Linked DNA regions of Arabidopsis thaliana: region 1 is linked to region 2. Evidence: chromatin contacts called from public capture Hi-C data. All regions are on one chromosome and are shown on one strand. Each heading gives the region's core, a stretch centred on a gene start, on an enhancer-like site or on the middle of the called end of the contact. The rest is flanking DNA. Distances are from core to core; before and after follow the strand shown. Region 1 holds the start of AO (L-aspartate oxidase). Region 2 holds the start of DRM2 (domains rearranged methyltransferase 2).

What was found. Capture Hi-C pulls out chosen DNA fragments and counts their contacts.
Region 1: a contact with region 2 is called in a capture Hi-C map of seedling, with 1.7 times the contacts expected there. The contact joins the promoter of AO here to the promoter of DRM2 in region 2. A contact is called at or near these places in 8 of 26 Hi-C or Micro-C datasets (callus, cotyledon, leaf and 3 more), 1 of 2 datasets of contacts at active chromatin or transcription factors (shoot) and 2 of 3 other capture datasets (seedling and shoot).

What each region holds. Positions count from the first base shown.
Region 1 is chr5:4,766,060-4,769,810 of TAIR10.1, forward strand. AO (L-aspartate oxidase) reads left to right here and starts at 2,204. Exons shown (of 8, transcript NM_121480.4): 1 at 2,204-2,683; 2 at 3,057-3,201; 3 at 3,381-3,732. The coding sequence starts at 3,074.
Region 2 is chr5:4,716,887-4,720,872 of TAIR10.1, forward strand. It overlaps DRM2 (domains rearranged methyltransferase 2), which reads right to left and starts at 1,818. Exons shown (of 10, transcript NM_121466.3): 1 at 1,570-1,818; 2 at 1,359-1,491; 3 at 1,234-1,283; 4 at 1,037-1,136; 5 at 912-958; 6 at 732-836; 7 at 508-604. The coding sequence starts at 1,692. It overlaps SK13 (shaggy-like kinase 13), which reads right to left. Exons shown (of 13, transcript NM_121468.4): 5 at 3,964-3,986; 6 at 3,786-3,860; 7 at 3,648-3,704; 8 at 3,389-3,529; 9 at 3,225-3,275; 10 at 2,987-3,082; 11 at 2,820-2,903; 12 at 2,636-2,738; 13 at 2,108-2,546. The coding sequence ends at 2,464.

The DNA.
Region 1 (3,751 bases), core at 954-3,453, 50 kb after region 2:
CAATCTGTGTTGTAAGCAAATATTAACTTTGTTTGAAAAAAAAGAATTTATTTTGTTGATATTTTTGCTATTGTACATCTTGTTTTGCTGACTTATTTATTCAAGATTAACAAAATGATTTTCTTTTCAGTAATTGACTATATCAGTAATCTTATCAGCAATATGACAAACAATAATAATAAGATCCATAATTAATATTTTGCATCCATAACTAAGAATTAGAGTTTTCTGCATACAAAATTCGAATGATCTATTTGGGCATATCACATATCCAATGATACTTGTACATGGTTTTTTTAAAAAAAATATTTCTTCCTAATGAAAGAAAAACAGAGGCAATGATATTTTGATATAGCTGGCACATTTAAAATTCTAGACATATTAAACTCTTAACGCTGGAAGTTGAGGCAATATATAAGAGGGGTAGTAATTTTATATACAACATTTTATTGTCATAACTATATAAGAGGAGTGTGTATTTTTACATATAAATGTTATAATTAATTATGTCGTAGAATGTATGATTGAGGAATTTGATGGACCTAAGTACCTAACACTCATTTATTCACAATCTTATCATTTAATTTTGTTTGATTCTAATATCAGGTTTGATATTCTATACATGGCCAAGGAATTTGTGATTCACAAGTTTACCATCTTTTCAAAATCATGTAATGATTTATGCTACGAACTAAATGATATATTTAAATAGACTTTATTTATGTTAATTATATAATATGATAAATATAGCTAATTCTTATTGATACTAATTATATTGTTGAGGTTCTATCATTAATTTACGTGGTGAAACTGCAATTTGATTTGCGGAAATGATCTTATATCATTAGAAGGAACAACTAGGACACTGCTCTTTTACATATGTGCGAGTTTTACCAATAAGATATTGACTAACTACGAGACGAACATTAGTATTTGCTAATGTGTTTCGCTGATTTTCTAGGTTTTAGTCGTGACGTGAAATTCAGTAAGAAGCACAACGAAATGCCATCGGCTCATGTGTGTGAAAAAATTAAAAATTTATGGGCTGAACAATTCTAATTGCATGATGATTCGGGTTTAATTTAGGCCTCTGGAAAATCCAGGGCTTATTTCCATGCAAAATCTTAGGTCAGTATTGGGCCCGCCTTTCAAAAGCCCAATTTTAATTATTCGTTTTTGTTGTCCGATAAAAAATCCAGAAGAAGTCATCTCTCCCCTTAAAAACGGTAGTCAAAACTAAAAGACTCAAAGTGATTTCCAGTAAGTTTTGTAGAAAATAAAATAATTGTGGCCATTGGAGATTTAGCAAGGCTCATGGAAAAGTGATTGTTCTTTTTTCCCCATGATTCTAGTTATAAGGCCATCCTTGATGCATACATCAACACCATGACTGGTCCAAAATAGCATAGGTCTAAAGATGATGAAGCAAATGATAATCAGTTTATTCCGATAGAAGCAAATGAGGATGTCATCAATTGTGGATGTTATACCTGATTAGTTAAGCAAACCATTAGCACTATGTTTAGTTAGAAAAGAAGGAAATTATGATAGCCATAAAAATGCCAACATTTTCCCTTTTAAATTGCATTCGTGGTTTTTGAAATTTTATTATTTAATTAATTTGTTTTCTTTCAGTTGTCATTTGAATGGTTATCATAATTCGGTCTTATATTATTGATTTTTATTATTCGTTAGGTTTTTTTCAGTTGTCTGATGGAAAATTCAGAAGCCACCACTTACAAATCAAAAGTATAAAAAAAGACTCAAAAGAAGACTCCAAAATCCAAATAGTTTTTCTCCATTTTTTTTTTCTTTTTCCAGAAATTATAGTTATAGAAATAAATAGTTGTGGCCGTTGGAGATTTGCATTGGCCACGAGTCATGGAAAAGTGAATGTTCTTTTTCCATGATTCTTCTAGTCGGTCATGCTTGGTGCATGTATGAACACATATTTAAAGTTCTATACAAGTTGTTAGAATTCTTTTAAATTTAATTTGCTTTATTTATTTTTTTAGTTTTAGTTTTGGAAAATCATGGTCACACATCTTGAGCTACCGTTGTTATTTATATATAAATGTTCTTAATATTAAAAAATTATGAACCACAGGGCTAATAAACTTGAATATTTGTAGGGTCAATGGCTTTATTAATGTGTATATTTGTAGAAGAAAGCTGGGAAATATTCTATAAGTAAATTATCATCTTATACACTAATTTTTTAAAAATCCACGCCTAGTAATAAATTCCAATTTTTTTTAACTCAGTAATAAATTCCATTTTTTATTAAAAGTTTATTTCATAGAAGTACTTTTTTTTTTATGTGATAAAAGAAAAACTGAAGAAGGCCAATGAAAAATGAAGATCCCAAAGACATAAAAAGTGACAAAAGAGAAGAATAAAGAAAGACCAACAACACCACTTGGGGGAGGCTCCCATACACAAAACGAAGGCGCGAATTTCAAGGACTCTTCTCGACGACCAAACCACATAAAACACTCTTACCAGAATTTGTGTTGTCTTCGTTCATTTCCTTCTCCTCTTCTTCTTCTTCTTCGTCGTAATTTTGATTGTTTCTTTGCGAAAAGTCGTTTTTTTAATCAAGTCTGAATCACGTTTTATTGATCTACACTCGCGTGGGTTCTCCGTTTCGTGCTTAGATCAGAGAGCTCCCTCCCGTGATTCCGTAAGATTTCTGCGTTTCTCATTACTTGGTTTCATTTCAACGTAGATTCTGAATTTTGTGTGATCTAGTCTACACATTTTTTTTTAATTCTTTCCTCTGCTCCTAAATTCCAGAATTCAGACAACGGTTGCGATATTTCTTATGTCTTTTTTTCTATCGTTGTTCATTTCAGAAGTTTCGATATAAAAAAGGTTATTGTTGGATTTTGAGTAACACATTGTCCTCAATTCTCATCGTTCTTCAATCAAATTTTGGATTTTGAGCATCATGGATGATGGATCTATGCATTTTGATTTTATATTGTACAGAAAGAATGTTTCTTGTTTTGTTTTGATGATGTTTTCTTATGACAACAATCTTCATGTTTTTGTAGGAGCTTTAAGGTCGGAAATGGCGGCTCATGTTTCTACTGGAAACATTCATAATTTCTATCTTGCGGGGCAGGTTTACAGGGGACAAGCTTTTTCATGGAGTTCTGCTTCTACTTTCATGGCAAATCCATTCAAAGAGCCCTCTTGGTATCACTTCTTTTAATCTTTAATCCCAAATTTTGTCCCTTTTGTGTAGCAATTGGCATTTTGAGGTTCATGTTTCTCATTTATGATTTTGCTCTTTGTTCTCATGTAGAACTTTAACTAGTTAGACCTATAGTTTCTCATGCTGGACTCAAACTTTTATAATCTCTGTGTGCATATAGGTCAAGTGGGGTATTTAAGGCTCTAAAAGCTGAGAGATGTGGTTGTTACTCTCGTGGTATTTCCCCCATCAGTGAGACCTCAAAACCTATCAGGGCTGTTTCGGTATCTTCTTCAACAAAGTATTATGATTTCACTGTGATTGGTAGTGGAGTAGCGGGTCTGCGTTATGCTTTAGAAGTTGCAAAGCAAGGAACAGTCGCAGTGATTACCAAAGATGAGCCTCATGAGAGTAACACAAACTATGCTCAAGGTGGTGTTAGTGCTGTGTTATGCCCTTTGGATTCTGTTGAAAGTCATATGCGGGACACTATGGTCGCTGGTGCTCATCTTTGTGATGAAGAAACCGTAAGAGTAAGTTCCCTTTGTTGCT
Region 2 (3,986 bases), core at 568-3,067:
AAGGCAGCAACATACTTAGAGTAAGTAAGAGATATATATTAACATCTGACAACTGTATCATTTAGTGAAATACAATCACAATGCTCAGCAAACACATTTCAAGCCTAAATCACAGAACCAGAGGCTAAAGCCACAATTTGACTATCACATTACACTAAAACTAAGCAATTTGGCTTATGCCACTTCCTCTAGAAGAAACCTGAATAAAAAGGAACTAGTGAACATACAATTTTATCAAGTACTGACAACTTTTATCATTTTGTGAAATACGATCACATTCTCTACAAACATATCTAAGGCGTACATCACAGAACCAGAAGCTAAGACAGAACTAATGACAACTTTCGATTAGTGAAATACAATCAAAATGCTCAGCAAACACATCTAAGGCCTACACCACTAAATCAGAGGCTAAACCAAGCAATTTATACGACGTTGTCTAGAAGAAACCTGAACAAAACGGAACTAAAATTTAATGACAATGGCAATCGTTTAAAATAAAGTTACCACATCTCTCGACAGCTAAAGAAGCTTCAAGCTCTGAGAAACCCATCTTCACCAAAGACCGTATTTTGCTGCCATTTTCATTTGAGTTTGGATCTTTCTGTCATGATTTAAAATAGATTAAGAACGCATAAAATTAGATACATATACAAAATAGCAGTGAGATACATTTACAATTCAAACCTGGGATGCTTAAATATGTTATCACCAACATGAAAGAGTTATACCTCATCATCTGAGTTTAACATATCGGTGTAATTGGTATCATCATCACTTGATGACCAGTCAATGCCATCTTCTTCCTCTACTGCTGCTGGCAGTTTCTTAGCCTCCTACAAACCATCAACGAACTTTAAGTACTATTTTTTTAATGTCAAGAGACAGTATATTTTCGTAACATCGCTTACTGGACAAGAGAGCAATGCATTTGCAATTGCTTCCATATTGTCTTCTCCTGCGATTTATAAAGCAAATATCAGCAAAGTGATAAAGTGTTACTTCTTACTTAAGGAGGAGAGAAATCTGTAAGTACCATGTTCTTGAATGGCTTTGACAACTTTTTCTTCATCAAATCCCATAGCAAGGAAATGATCAATAGCCTTGGACTTGGAAGAACCAGCTTCACAGTCGCTCTTCACAAATAAACAAAGGAGAGGATATGAATACTGTGATGACAGAAGCACATGTAAATGACAAGCAACCCAAGAGATCAAAGTATTAGAAACTCACTGAGTATTTGGAGATAGTATCAATTATAACCGAAGTTTCTACATTTGGTCCTGTATAATTATTGGTATCAAGTTACGGATCATATATATCCAGAAAGGAATACAAACAAGAGAAAAAAGCCTCACCAGTTTCCTTGATCGCTCTAGAAATCATCTCAACAGGAAATCCCATGTCAAACAATGTAGCAAAAACCTCGTCTGAGAAGCCCATCTGAACTAAATCAGTTGTCTCAGTAGGAGAGCTCAAAGAACTAGTTGTCTGAAACAAAACAAAAATTCACATAAGCAATGATTCTGCTTAGGCATAAACTTATGACTGTTGGATTGGATCACTTACCACGGCTACACCAGCTAGATTTTCGACCCTACACTGCATTGCATGTATTGGAGATGACCGTGGAGAAGATTGAAAGTTATCAATCTCCAAAAAATCATCATCATCGTTATTCCAAATCACCATGAGTAATACCCAGAGAATTTTTAGTTTGAGCTACAGATTAAGCAGAAGCGCTCCCGCCGCCGGCAAAGATACTGTCGCCGTTGGTGAGAGAGCTTGTATCGTCGTCAGTTTACTGGAGGAGGAAACCGTGAAACAAAAAGTCGGATGATTCTAAAAAAGAAAAAAACAAATTCAGAGTATTGCAATTTAGTCCCTATTCTTTGTACTACTTCAATAATTAAACTACAATGTTTTTAATTAACTAAATCAATAAACATGAATAAATGACACGTTACGTGACACTTGTGGTGCTTAGAGGCAATTTGCGAAACTAATTTTTATAGTCAATGATAATTCATGTTTAGAGGATATTACCAATTACCGTATTTCGTTTGAGGAAGTGAAATTGGTTAAACTTAAACAAGAAACTCTCGTAAATGACACTTTTACACAGAACATAGGCTTTTTTAAAAATAAGTTTGGCTAAGCTTTGAAGCATGAGCTTTGGATGCATGCAATGACACGTGACGAGCGAGAAGTTTATTTTATAATTTAGTATCCAACATAACTGTAGCGACCGGCGAGTCAAAGACCGTCACATACATTACACTAATCATTGTATGTAATAAAGTACAAAGGTTGTGATAAGACAATAAACAACAAAGATACATGAAAGATGAAAGCTAATGATAATCCTGAGAAGCTATCTCCATTACTTAGAAACGATAAGCATATTATATGCATGTGTACATACACACACACACACATATATATAGAGAGAGAGGAAGAGATTTAGAGAGCGAGGAAGGAACATTGTTTTCGGGCGTGGTCAGGTATAAGCTTGGACAACAACTCTAAACTTGCTCCTTTTAGCTCTACATATTTAACAAGAAGCACACACTTTTAGTCTTTGTTAAAACGGAGCATTGGGAAACAAACAAAAGCATATTTGGAGGAGACAGACCTTGAGGTTTAAAGTTGAAGAGAGGAGGCAAGGCACGACCATTAGGAAGACGTGTATTGGGATCACGTAGCTCATCGAAGAACGGGTGAACTATCGCCTCCATCTACAATAACAAGTAAGTTTGAATCAACCAACCAGATATATCAAACATAATGTTATTATGGTAATCACTTCATTGACTTACAGCGGTTGATCTGAGGTTTGGAGAATACTGGAGAAGTCTTGAGACAAGGTCTACAGCTTCTGGAGGTGTACGCTTATGGAATATCTTAAGAACCAACAACAGATTTTTCAATCGTAAGAATATATGGAGATCAATGTTAAGGAAAAACTGATGATGTGTTTGCTTACTTTGTGCCAAGGATGAGCCTTTATTTGCGGGAATTTGAATTCTGTGTAGTTTGGATTCATGCATTTGATTTCCTCCCGTGTTGGTGTTCCAAGAACCTGTAACACACACAGTAAACAAAATGATGGCAATCAATAGCAGGAAATGGAGCCTCTTCATTCCATATAATCAATGATCCACTCTATGTTCAATATAGCAATGGCTAGGATTATGTGTGTTTGTTTAACCAAATTGAAGTACCTTTATTATCTCAACTAGCTGGTCAACTCCACTCTCACCTGGAAATAGAGGCTAACCAAAAGTTGGACAAGCCAAAGATTGGTAATATATAACTTTAGACATCATTCGGTAAATCAAATCATTTGTAAAAGATAAATGGAGGAAAGTTTGGACAGTCATATTACCTGTCCCAGAAGCAATTCAGCAAGAACACAGCCTGCAGACCATATGTCAATTGTTGTTGTATATTCTGTAGCTCCAAATATAAGTTCAGGTGCTCGATAGTAACGGGAGCAGATGTATGAGATGTTTGGCTCGCCTTTAACCTGTTACAGAGGGGCAAAGCTAAAATAGTTAGGACTAGTTAACATTGCATAGCACCATAAAAAGTGCAAACTTTTCAATATGAAAACAAATCAACATGTCTCTTTACAAATGCTATACCAGAACTTTTGCGCTACCAAAATCGCATAGTTTGACCTGATGCGTATGAGGATTAACCTACGAGAAGCACAAGATTGATCAAGCAGAAGCATGTAGACCAATAAAATGTTATGAATAAAATCAACTAAGGATACGAACCAGAAGATTCTGTGGTTTTATGTCTCTGTGGCAGACTCCTACTCCACCATGAATATAAGCCAAAGCTCTGCAAATCTGCACCCACAACAGAAGGAAGAAATCATGGAAACAATGTTGATTAACTCATTGTATTTCAAAAGATGAGAACAGATGTTCTGGTGGGCTGAATAATAACTACCTGATAAGTATAGAGTTTAACAT